Regions from separate parts of the Mus musculus genome. Here regions 1 and 2 are each linked to region 3. Evidence: chromatin contacts called from public HiChIP or PLAC-seq data. All regions are on one chromosome and are shown on one strand. The core of a region is the stretch at or near the end of the contact, and the rest is flanking DNA. Distances in the headings are between cores, read along the strand shown.

Region 1 (4,187 bases), core at 391-2,890, 110 kb before region 3:
GGGGGTTGGAGAAGCCCCCACCTGGAACCACCTAGCCTGTTTTATGGGCAAATTTCAACAGAAGGAAAGTCCCAGATCACAGGGAGAACCAAGAACAGGAGACCCCAGGTATGTGCACTGGCCAGCTGTAGCCTCAGCTCCCCACCCCCACCCCCTGCAGAGCCTGTGAGATGCCTTGGCCCACCTTTGGCTGGCAGGCTCCCAGGGGGATTTCTGTGCTTGCCTAAGGTTGATCAATGTATCCAGCACCAAGCGGGGTCTTCCACTGAGGAGCCCACCCCCAGCCAAGTTGTCAGTATCCTTTCCTGTTGTCCCCAGATACCTCCCGGGGGCCCAATTCTCCCACCAGTAACTAGTCTGTCTCCCAGGCTTGGGACATTGAAAGGGACTATGAGGGAGGTTGCCTCTAAGCGGAAGATAGAAGGCTAGGAAGACAGCTAGGGACAGGGAACAGCTGGGGCTGGCTGAGCAAGTGCACATCTGGACGACTGGCCCATATTAAATTATTCCCAGTCCCGGGCCAAACTCTTCCAATTGCACAGGCACAAACACGAGACGAGACACAGGGCAGGAACCGCACTTCACCTTTAGCTTTCCTACAAGGAGTAAGCAGCTCTTATTAGCAAATGTCCAACAGCACCCAAGGCTGCCAGAGACTTTACGGCCATTTTTATTAGCTCTGCCAAGGCAAAGCAAGCATCAGCACCAGTGGGCATGACTCTGAACTGAGAGGGAAACAGGTGTTTGAGGGAGACACGGGGGGCTGCAGAGGAGGCAGCAGAGCAGCCATTGGAGGCAGCCCGGTGGCTTCAAGAGCTGGACAAACTTCATAACCCCACACTTGGTCTCTTTCCAGCAGGGGTGAGGGACAGCTGAGCCCAGCAGGCTCTCAGCTCATAAGATTGCAGGGGGTGTGTTTAACCTACTTGCAAGAAAGAACTCTTCCCAGCCCCTCAGAGGCTTGGTTTCCATGCAAACAATGCTGTCCAAATGAAAAGGTACTTTCATCTCTTCATTAAAGTGCGGCCTCAGAGGACCCATTGCTACCTGAATCCGCACTCTTAGCCCGCAACGAGGTGCCTCGAGTGTATAAATGAAGACGTTTGAATTACAAAATGCCGTTTAAATAGAGTGCATTATACAAGTTTGGTCCTGAAGAGTCTCCTCATTTGATTGCTGGATTTTGGCACGAGACATGAGGCCACACGCCATTTTCTTCCCTCCATCTGTTCCCTCCTTCCTCCTTTTTGGGCCTGAGCCAGATCTGAGCTTGCAGCTACACTGGACTTGATCCTTACAAAGGAAGCCTGGAGTGGGCTGCAAGTGTGGGGAGGGATGGGTTGCATCCCCACGGTTAGGAGATCACCATGGCAGCAGGATGCAGGTGGAGCAGACTGGATGGGCTGGGGAAGGGGGGTGGAGGGAAGAGAGGAGAACAGAAAAGAGAGGTCCTGTTCGAAGGAGAGGCCCATGATGGAAGGAAGGAAGAAGTCTGTCTGTCCCTGAATGTATGTACCCTACCAATGCAAGGAATGGGGAAGAGGGGACCAGAGGAACCGGCTTGCATCTCAGTGACAAACCACTCCCTACCACTTTCCCAATCTGTTTTGTCTGGTTGGTACTGCTGTATCGGGGCCTGAAAAGTTTATACTCCACCACTAGGGTTCACCCACGGCCCAGGAGCCTTTCCACCCATGCTGCACCCCTGCTGCCTGCTGGATTTGGAGTTCTGGTGTAAAGCTCACTGCCAATGAGCACCTTAGCTAGGGAAGCAGGTTGGATGCCCAGGACAGGTGTGCAGAAGAGATGCTTTTAGGAGGCTCACGAGTGGCCTACGTAGAACGGCAGAGCTCAATCAGAGGAGCTGGCTCAGCAGGTAAAGGCATGATAGTACACATCTCCACGTACGCATGCGCTCGTCTGAGCTCAACCCCTGGGAAAAGAGAAATGACTCCACAATGTTGTCCCCTAGCCACCAATACATGCCACAAATCACACGCCTATATGTGTACATCCACTCACACCCAAAATAATACACTTTGAACATAATTAAATCTGAGAGGATTGGGAAACTGACTCACCAGGTAAAGGTGTTTGCTGCCGAGCTGGACAACCCGAATCTGACTCCCAGAACCTACTTACGGTGAAAGAAAACTGACCCCCACTGCTTGTCATCTGACCTCTACACGTGTGTCACGCCATGTCTATGCTTATGCACACCAATGCACATACAATAAATAAATAAATGTGATGACATTTTTAAACACAAAAAATAAAGGCCAAAAAGGCACTGAGGCGAGGGAAGGGGTACTTATCGGAGCCCTTTAGAGCAGTGGTTCTCAACCTGTGGGTCGCGACCCCTTCGGGGAGTTGAACAACCCATTTGCGGGGGTGGCATATCAGAATCAGATATTGTGAGCATCAAATATTTACATTACAATTCATAACAGTAGCAAAATTACAGTTATGAAGTAGCAACAAAAATAATTTTATGGGTGGAGGTTTCCACAATGTGAGGAACTGTGTTAAAGGGTGGCAGTGTTAGGAAGGTTGAGCACACCCAGCCATGTTGTCCCTCTGTGAGCACACAGGAGAAACGAAAGCAGATACCCATGGATGCATTGCGGCTGCCTGGCTAATGGTGAGAGCCTAAAGCAACACAAGCGACCATCAGTGGTCAGACAGATAAAGATGCCCACATGGCGGGATAACACTCACAGCCAGATCCACACAATGGCTCGTGGTCTGGTGGTATGGACAAAGGAATGGCAAGGTAGTGACAAAAAATGGGGCTCTGCGTTAAAGGCTCCAACCCCAAACTGGTGCTACACCAAGTTAAAAGATTTTAAAAAAAAAATATATATGTATGTGGGTGGAGGGAGACAGAGATAGAGTGTCACGGAGAGATAGAGCAAGTGTGTGTGTGTGTGTGTGTGTGTGTGTGTGTGTGTGTGTGTGTGTGTGTGTGTGCGCACGCGTGCCCTCCACAGCACATGTATGTAGGCCAAAGAGCATCTTTCAGAGGTAGTGGAATCTCTTCTTCTACCACACTGAATCAGTACTTTCCTTCTTGTGGTCCCTGCCCCTGTGCTAGCTGACCCACAGCTTCCCAGTGACTCTCCTGTCTCCACCTCTCCTCTCACCACAGGGATTAGATGCATTCTACTGTATCCAGCTAGCACTTCATGTGGGGTTTGGGAATCAAACTCAGAAAGCACTTTAATCTACTAAACCATCTCCCCAACCCAGTGGATGAGCTTTAAGAGGTGGGTCCCGGTGAGCAGTCTTTAAGTTATTTACGGTATATCCTTAAAGGGGAGAACAAGACCTGCCTCTTCCTCACTTATCGTTTCTGGGTTATTCTGCTTCTCCTTGCCACCCACATTCTGTCACAGGCCTGAGAGAGCAGGGCCAAACTCTACCACCTGAAATTTCTGAAACAATGAGTCCAGAAGAGCCCTACTTTTGTTTAAGGTGATTGACTCAGGTATTTTGTTACAGCAGCAAAACTAACACAGAAAAGCAACAAGGTTGCATGCCCCATAAGATACAATTTAGAAGGCTGGAGAGATGCCTCAGAAGTTAAGAGCACTGACTGCTCTTCCAGAGGTCCTGAGTTCAATGCCTAGCAACCACATGGTGGCTCACAACCATCTGTAATAGGATCTGATGCCATTTTCTGGTGTGTCTGAAAATAGCGACAGTGGATTTACATACATAAAATAAATAAATAAATCCTTTTAAAAAAAAGATACAATTTAGAGATTGCAGATCCTTGGCAATGTGTTTCCTAGGGATAGGTGTGGATAGTACGGCCATAGGGCTAGATAAGGAATCTCTGGCTTGTTTGTTTGTTTGTTTGTTTGTTTGTTTGTTTATATAAGGTCTCTGTCTGCATGAATGCCTGCATGCCAGAGAGGGTATCAGATCCTCTTATACATGGTTGCAAGATGCCATGTGGTTGCTAGGACCTGAACCCAGGACCTATGGAAGAGCAACCAGTGCTCTTAACCATGGCGCCATCTCTCCAGCCCCAAATCTGTGGTCTTGTAAGCATGGGGGAGTGGACTGCAAAAATAATGACGAAGCTTCAGGGCAGGCAATGCGTGGGATCACTACGTTGATGGTGGCCATAGTTTCAACATGCTGGAACCTGTTAAATACGCCTGCCGTGTAGTTCAGCAGTT
Region 2 (4,168 bases), core at 1,307-3,806, 76 kb before region 3:
GGTTAGGGTTTTACTGCTGTGAACAGACATCATGACCAAGGCAACTCTTATAAGGACAACATTTAATTGGGGCTGGCTTACAGGATCAGAGGTTCAGTCCATTATCATCAAGGTGGGAACATGACAGCATCCAGGCAGGCATGACGCAGGCAGAGCTGAGAGTTCTACATCTTCATCTGAAGGCGGATAGGAGAAGACTGGCTCGTGTTTTTATAATAAACGATTTTAACTGATTAACAATAGCTAGTGATTGTGTGAGTAGAGGAGCACCTATGAAGATATTTAACTGAGAAATAGTAAGTAGTTGTTCTTTTTCCTTCATTCATACACTGTTATACGTAAAGACAGAGTTACTCTGAGAACAAGTCCCTGCCCTCAAACACAAAACATTCTACCATCTTCAGCAAATGCCTAAAGAACAAAACCTAACAGAAATATGTTAGCAGGTCCCTACTCTTAGACCAGCTAGGACAAGAGTCTTAAAGTTCATGCCTACAGTGACACAAGGCCACACCCACTCCAATGAAGCCACACCTCCAAATAGTGCCACTCCCTGGGCCAAGCAAAGACAAACCACCACAGGAGGGAAGAAGGGACAGAAGGGAGGGAGAGAAGGAGCTAGAGAGTGAGGGAGGGGGAAGGAAGGAAGCTAGAATGGAAGTAAGTTAGGAAGGAAGCTAGGAAGAAAGGAAGTTAGAAAGGAAGGAAGGAAGGGAAGAAGGGAGGGAGGGAGGCGATGGACTGAGGGACAGAGGGAGGGAAGGGACAGAGGAAGCTTTGTGTGTGTAGAGCATGGTAAGGACCTAATGGAGAAGGCTAGAGATGAAGACAGGCCAGCCCAGGGCACTCACAGGGCCTCCTGGGATCCCTGTCACAGCCTGTCTGGTGTCCTGTAAGGGACACAAACAGGAATGGGACTTTAGCTCCTGTGTGGGAGACCGCCTGAGGTCTGAAGCCAGGATGAAGAGGGCAGAGTCCCAGCCTCCAGCAAGCGCAGCCTGGTGAGGAGAAGCCGAGGCACACTGGGTCTGAGTGACAAGCTGCCTGAGGGGACCAGCTCCAGGCACCCAGAGAAAAGGCCTTGCCAGGTTTGGAAGAATATCTGGGAGACCACACGGGAGGCCAGCCTTGAGAGAGGAAACTGAGTCAGGTGGGGAAGGTAGCCACGCCCAGGGAGAGTAAGGCGGGGAGGCTGAGCTGGGCTGCTCCAGCTGCTGTAAGCTGAGAGGACTTCCTGGAAGAGGCGCTGTGTTGAGTGACATTGTGAAGCAAAAGAGAGACTCTGGAGAGGATGGGAAAGGAACAGAGAGACACAAGATCAAGAAATCAAATCAAGAAATGAAGGTGCACTCCTCGGGACATTTATATTCATGGACACTTATTTTAGAGGCTACTTTTCCGGTGCTGAAATACAGCATAATGGCTAGGGGCTGATTGAAAAGAGAGAGGCAGTCGATAGAGCGGGCATGCTGGGAGGAAGAATAGATTTTTTGCAAATAATATAATTTTGAACTTGTCCATTCCTTCTTTCCACCCCTCCCCCAAATCTAATTGATGCTCTTCCCATGATAAATGACCCTCAGGGCTGGAGCAGGCTCAGCACCTTCACAGAGAGGCAGCTGCAGGGCAGGCCTTAGGGTCCCGTCCCCCCCACAAGACAATGGTGTTCCTGTCTTCACAGGCACAGAGAAAGGGCTACGGGAGAAGAGAGTTAAACAATCCTTCTGTTTGGTCAGCATTTCAAATTCTCCTAAGAGGTTTCTGCTCCATTTCTCTTCTGCTTCTCCCAAAACACCTGGGAGCCGGAACGTTGGCAAATGTGTCAGATTCAACCCATTTCTCAGACCGAAAGACCGAGGACGGAGGGATGGCAGCTGATTGACCCAAAGCGCCAAGGCAAGGATATTGACACTTGGTCTAAGTATGAAGCTCTGCTCTGCCTTTGTTAAAGTGCGCACCAGGATAAGGGGATGAGCTCGTGGGGAGGATTAAACCCTGGTGGGGTGGGAGCACAGCTGGACAGACTTAGGGACATCTCTTTACTGTGACCCCAAATTGCAAAGACAGCTAGATCACTGACAGAGCTGTGAGGACCGTTGCGCTCTCTCAGAAGTGAGTTACAGAGCCCGAGACAAACTTCTGCTTGCATGATACAGACGGGCCATATTTCAGGATTAATTTCATAAAACGGATCACCGACCATCACCATACTCCATCAATATGAATTGCGGAGCTGAAAATAACGTCACCTCTTAACTCTCTCGATGGCTGTGGGACGGGGTGACAGGCTAGCTAGGCCGAGGGTGGTGTCTGTTTAGCAGCTGCTGTGCCGTGCTTGACAGCTGCACACAGAATTAGCCAAAGAAACGTCCTGAAGCAGATCCCTCCTCTTAAGACAAAGCGAGAGAAATAAGCTGGAGGAGAGCCTGCAGGCTGGGCGGTTGTGGGTGGGGATGGGGAGTTTCAGAGCAATGTCCCTAGGTGCAAAGGGGTTGGTCTGAAGGACGCCCGCAAGGGCTGCTGGGAGCTCTGGGCACCGCTCTCCAGTGGAGATAGCAGAGGAGTGGGAAGAAACTGGGTCAGACAAGCCATGGCCCGGATGCGGCTGAACACAGCCAGGTGGCCCCACGCTGCTCACTCCGGAGCCTGCCATTGAACTGGGATTTTCTTATCAAGGATGTCCCAAGGCCTGTGCCCTGAGCTGGCTGTCTTTGGATAAACAGAGACCGGCTCTCAGGCCAAGGACACATAAAAGGCTGCTCGGTTTTGACCCTGATGGAGACTTATCGGGAAGGAAATCCAAGTGGGGGTGGGGGTGGGGTAGAAATAAGGCCGGAGTTGGGAGAAAGACGGAGATGGGGATAGTGGTCAAGGTGGAGACTGAGCTAAGGCTGTAGATGGGAATTGAGCATGGCCACACACACCTTTAATATTAGAATTTAGTAGGCGGGGGCGGGGCTGGAGAGAGGCGGTAAGGGAGCAGGGGGATTTCTGTGAGTTCAAGGTCAGCCTTGTCTACATAGTTAATTCCAGGCCAGCCCGAGCTACATAGTGAGGCCTTGTCTCAAGAATAAACAAACAAACAAACAAATAAATAAATAAAGGTGGGAAAGATGGGGACTTAAGAATGTAGCATAGTTGGTAGAGTGCTTGCCTAGCATGTCTCGAGTCCTGAGTTTGATCCCCAGCATCCTATAAATCTAGCACTGTCTCACTTGTAATGCCAGCCCTAGAGAGGTAGCGGCATGGGATGAGAAGTTCAAGGTCATTACATACCATGTCCAAGGACCGCCTCGGCTTCATGAGACTGTCTCATAAAAGAGATGGGATGGGTGTGTGGGGGGAGATAGAGGAAGGAAGGGGGGCAAACACGGAGATGGAAGAAGGATGTAGATGGGGCGGGGCCTGGAGGTGGATGGAAATTCAGATGGAGGCAGGGAAGAGGCTGAGCATGATAGAGGCGAGGATAAGGACAGAGATGGGTGGTGGAAGGGCAGAGGGGAGTTAGGAGGGAGATACACTGAGACCAAGGGCGGAAGGACACAGGAGATGAGCCTAGGAAGCAGAGGCCTGTCTAGGACTGAGGGCCGGGTGGACATGGTGATGGATGCATGCGCATTGGGACCCAGCAGTAAGCAGCCAGCGTTCCCAGGTAAAAACAGCTTTCTGACTGTTGTTTGCATTCAGCCTTCCAAGGGGTGACGGAGGGTGTAATGTAGAGTGCCAATGTAGAGTGCCATTCTCCCAGGACACGGTGCCCGGGAGCTGCTGGCGGGCAGAGTGTGTGAAGCACTGGCTGGCCACGCGGATGCTGGCAGGTCCCATTTTTCATTGTCCGCACAACCGTTGCGGTCTTACAAACTTGAGTTATCTGGTCACTCCTGCTCAGAAATGAGGGAGTGGGAGAAGCGCGGCTTCCCGCCACGGCTCTGCATGGTTGGGTACAGGGCTCTAGAACAGGTTGTGTCTGTGTGTGCATCTTTCTACGTGTGTGTGTGTGTGTGTGTGTGTGTCTGTCTGTCTTTCATGTCTTTCTGTGTATTTGCCTTTCTGTGTGCATTTATGTGTGGGTGTGTGAATGAATATGTGGGTCTCTCTGTGTGTTCATGAGTGTGTTTATCTCTGTGTGTATATGAGTGTTTGTGCATGCACAGGTATATGTGTATGC
Region 3 (4,063 bases), core at 310-2,809:
CACCAAAGGAAGTCAGGACTGGAACTCAAGCAGGTCAGGAAGCAGGAGCTGATGCAGAGGCCATGGAGGGATGTTCCTTACTGGCTTGCCTCCCCTGGCTTGCTCAGCCTGCTTTCTTATAGAACCCAAGACTACCAGCCCAGAGATGGTCCCACCCACAAGGGGACCTCCCCCCTTGATCACTAATTGAGAAAATGCCTTACAGCTGGATCTCATGGAGGCATTTCCTCAACTGAAGCTCCTTCCTTTCTCTGTGATAACTCCAGCCTGTGTCAAGTTGACACAAAACTAGCCAGTACAGGGCCCAGGGAGGTTTGGAGTTTGACTGGACCTAGACGGCTGGAAAGATCCCCACCGGCAAAGATAAGGAGGCCTGGCCTGCAGGAGTCAACAAAGTAGGGCACACTAGACTGCCACATGCAGAAGGGTAAACTGAGGCTGTTGGGTGGAGGCTCACACACATAAGGACCTCCTAAGGGGATCCCAGGAGGCCAGCAAGATGACACTCCAGTCAAGCAAGGTGGCCTGAGTTCAACCCTCAGGATTTGCACGGCAGAAGGAGAACAGAATCCTTGGGCTGTCCTCTGATGTCACATGTGCCTATGTGTATTACCCACACATGCACTTGCACACACACACACACACACACACACACACACACACACACACACACACACACACACACACACACACACACAAATATAACAAAAAAGTTTAGAGTTTTCCCAAGGCCAGAACCCTCAGAACCAAGTTCCTGGGCCTTCAAATTGGATCGTCCTTTCACTTTGCAACCTGAAGACAACCTTTAAAAAGTGGAGCGTGTGCGTTGGGCATCTCGGCAGCTGAGGACCTGAATCCTGGGCACAGATGGAGGCTTACCCAGAGCAGGCCTGGGCCCCCACTCTTGCTCAGTGACTTTACCTCCCTTAAAACTGTGACCTCAGCACCCACCCTTGAGAACCAGTAAAAAAACCTGCACATGGGGGAGATAAAAACAGCCAAGCCTTGCTGAGCTTTAGCAACAACATGGGGCTTCATGCATGTTGACTACTCTACCTGATGAGCTAATGATGCGGTCACCCTCTGTCTCTCGCCACTTTTCAGGCAGGCACAGAGAAGTAAAGTTACTTGCCCAAGGTCACACAGCTGGTGAACGGCAGATTTGAGTCTGGGGTCCACAGTGCTGATGTGGGTTGGGGGTTGTGAGGAGTCACTCCTCCACAGGCCTCTTTTCCTATGAGGTTGGCTCATCATGAAGAGGAGGCAGGGTCTCTAAGGTCTCATTTTGTCTGGGTGCTAAGGTCTTGTATTTCCTGGCTGCTTCAGCAAAGCTAGTTTCTCTTCAACTTGTTGAGTAGAGGAGGAGGGCAGAGGCAGCCAAGGGCCCAGTCAGGTGGCTTGGCCGCCAGCCCAGGCCCAGCGTCCTCACTGTTTCATTGCTTGGCTGGTTAAAAGCTGACCCCTCAGTTAGGGCCAAGGCCATCCCCATACGCCTGTTAACTGTGGCTCCACCTGCTCCGGGAACCAAGGCAAAAGCTGCCCCAAGCTTCCAACCTAAGGATTTGCAAAAGAGAAAATAAACACCCTCACACACAGACCAACAGTGTGGCTTCTAGGCATCTGGTGACAGTTCTGCTCAGAGATTCCTTCCTCTTTGAATCCCTGTTGGACACTCCCTCCCACCAGGGGCTGCAGGTGACTGATCTGAAGCTCGGGCCCCTCCAGTCGGGACCCTCCCTCCTTTCAGGCAAGGATCCAAAGAGGCCAGCTGCAACCTTAGCCATCCCCTGCCCCATTGCCGACTCAGTGGACTCAAAGTCACCTCTGCTCCAGCAACCGCTGGCCAGATCCGGCTAGGGACTCCCTCCCACTCCACAGCAGGATCCAGGAACTGGTCCCTATTGGGCAATCATTAATCGGATTCTTGGCATTCCTCTGTCCCTGGCCAGCATGCTCCCCACTGGAGAAGGAGCAGAGGGCCAGGACTGGCATTTGGACATGCAGCTGCCCAGCAAGGTGGTGCTGTCCGCAGCTGCGCTGCTCCTGGTAACTGCGGCTTACAAACTCTACAAGTCCAGACCTGCCCCAGTCGGGCAGGCAGGGAGAAACAACAAGGACCACAAAGCAGAAAATGAAACAGAGGCCTTGGGACAACTTGCCTTCCAGGAGGCTCCACCGGGGACCCTGCCAAGGGGTCGAAGACGCAGGAAGGCCAGCAAGGGGGCTGGGACCTCACTGGACTACAGCTTGGTGGATCCAGAAGACCCCTGCATCCTGGACATTTCCAGGTCTGAAGAGGCCACAAGAAAAGGCTCTGATGAAAGTCAGGGCAGGCAGTGTCCAGACTCTCAGCAGGTGCCTCCTCCCTGTGGTGGCCAGGAAGCCGGAACAGATGTTAGAGGTAAGCCCAACCCTCCCCACCTCCCTCATTCAGGCTGTGAACCTACGAGCTCCTCAGGCAGACTTATCCCAGGAGTGGGTGGCAGCTGTGTGGGTGACAAGCTCTCTCCATGGCCAGACAGCAGACCCCCAGAGGAAACAGGATCTGGGGACCTGGAAGCCCCCAACGGTTGGACTGATCTTACACTGGTCAATGGTGACATGAACCAGAGTTGGATCTTCACCCACATGACAGGGGTCAGCAGGGGAGAGGCCGGGGTCCTCCAGGCTGCTGCAGACATGGGCTTGGCCACGCAGCAGCAGGAAGGAGCCACCAACGCCTCCCATACTTTCTCATCTGTGGCCCGGATCCGGATGGAGGAGAATATTATACAAAAGGCAGAGGGACCAGGGCTGAAGGGCAGAGTATATGACTATTTCGTGGAGTCCACGTCGAAGGCTGACTCCAGGCCAGTCCCCTGCCCAGCAGCTCTGGCTGATGCTCCATCCCCTGGGCCTGGACCAGAGCCCCTTGTCACTGGAGCAGCCTCCAGAGACGAAGCCGCTAACACAGCCGGTGGTGGTGCATCTGAAGCAGCATCCCCACAGCCTGTGGCATCCCCATCTGCACCGGGCTTCAGCAGAAAGGTGAGCCTCCTGCAGATCGCTGAGAACCCAGAGCTCCAACTGCAGCCTGAAGGCTTCAGGATGCCCCTTCCTGCCCACCTGGACCAGAGAGCCCAACTCAGCTCAGCCTGCAGCCACGGGGAGCCCCACGTGCAGCTTGTAGCTGGGACCAATTTCTTCCACATCCCGCTCACCCCGGCTTCAGCTCTGGATGTCCGCCTGGACCTGGGCAACTGCTATGAGATGCTGACCTTGGCCAAGAGGCAGGGCCTAGAGACCCTGAAGGAGGCAGCCTACAAGGTATTGAGTGATAACTACCTTCAGGTCCTCCGCAGCCCAGACATCTATGGGGGCCTGAGCGGAGCAGAGCGGGAGCTGATTCTCCAGCGCAGGTTCCGTGGCCACAAGCGCCTGGTGGTGGCAGACATGTGTCCCCAGGATGATAGTGGCCGCCTCTGTTGCTATGACAATGTGCAGGATGCTTGGCACCCTCTGGCCCAGCTGCCCCCGGAAGCCATGTCCCGGGGTTGTGCACTCTGTACCCTATTCAATTATCTGTTTGTGGTGTCTGGCTGCCAGGAACCTGGGGGCCAACCCTCCAACCGCGTCTTCTGCTACAACCCCCTGACGGCAATCTGGAGTGAGGTGTGCCCACTGAACCAGGCTCGGCCTCACTGCCGGCTGGTGGCCCTGGAGGGGCACCTCTATGCCATTGGAGGTGAGTGTTTGAATACAGTGGAGCGTTATGACCCTCGCCTGGACCGCTGGACCTTTGCCCCGCCTCTCCCAAACGATACATTTGCCCTGGCACACACAGCCACGGTGTGCGCCAATGAGATCTTTGTCACCGGGGGCAGCCTGCGCTACTTGCTGCTCCGATTCTCGACCCAGGAACAGCGTTGGTGGGCCGGCCCCACCGGGGGCAGCAAGGACCGCACGGCCGAGATGGTGGCTGTGAATGGCTTTCTCTACCGTTTTGACCTCAACCGCAGCCTGGGCATCAGCGTGTACCGCTGCAGTGCCAGCACCCGGCTCTGGTATGAGTGTGCCACATACC

The links. HiChIP or PLAC-seq counts read pairs in DNA pulled down with a chosen protein or histone mark.
Region 1: an H3K27ac HiChIP or PLAC-seq map of neural progenitor cells shows a contact between it and region 3, with 4 times the contacts expected there. The contact joins the enhancer-like site here to the promoter of Klhdc7a in region 3. A contact is called at or near these places in 3 of 39 promoter capture datasets (the HPC-7 cell line, embryonic stem cells and hippocampal neurons), 2 of 484 Hi-C or Micro-C datasets (astrocytes and uterus), 3 of 115 datasets of contacts at active chromatin or transcription factors (astrocytes, embryonic stem cells and neural progenitor cells) and 1 of 9 other capture datasets (pancreatic islet).
Region 2: an H3K4me3 HiChIP or PLAC-seq map of embryonic stem cells shows a contact between it and region 3, with 5 times the contacts expected there. The contact joins the enhancer-like site here to the promoter of Klhdc7a in region 3. A contact is called at or near these places in 4 of 39 promoter capture datasets (frontonasal cranial neural crest, liver and second pharyngeal arch cranial neural crest), 1 of 15 datasets of contacts at CTCF or cohesin (embryonic stem cells), 2 of 484 Hi-C or Micro-C datasets (the N1E-115 cell line and nephron progenitors), 3 of 115 datasets of contacts at active chromatin or transcription factors (embryonic stem cells, epiblast stem cells and neural progenitor cells) and 1 of 9 other capture datasets (adipose tissue).

What each region holds. Positions count from the first base shown.
Region 1 is chr4:140,074,109-140,078,295 of GRCm38.p6, reverse strand. All of the region lies in intron 3 of Igsf21 (immunoglobulin superfamily, member 21), which reads left to right. Among named protein-coding and RNA genes, the nearest start is that of Gm52685, 6.0 kb to the right of the region's middle. Within about 2 kb of position 1,640, at least 19 of the 459 cell types and tissues checked have an H3K27ac peak or open chromatin away from gene starts, as enhancers often do. A contact at or near this core is called in neural progenitor cells, where this site is marked.
Region 2 is chr4:140,042,474-140,046,641 of GRCm38.p6, reverse strand. All of the region lies in intron 4 of Igsf21 (immunoglobulin superfamily, member 21), which reads left to right. Among named protein-coding and RNA genes, the nearest start is that of Gm52685, 26 kb to the left of the region's middle. Within about 2 kb of position 2,556, at least 17 of the 459 cell types and tissues checked have an H3K27ac peak or open chromatin away from gene starts, as enhancers often do. A contact at or near this core is called in embryonic stem cells, where this site is marked.
Region 3 is chr4:139,965,522-139,969,584 of GRCm38.p6, reverse strand. Klhdc7a (kelch domain containing 7A) reads left to right here and starts at 1,559. Exons shown (of 1, transcript NM_173427.2): 1 at 1,559-4,063. The coding sequence starts at 1,951. It overlaps Mir2139 (microRNA 2139), which reads left to right and starts at 1,965; the gene lies at 1,965-2,059.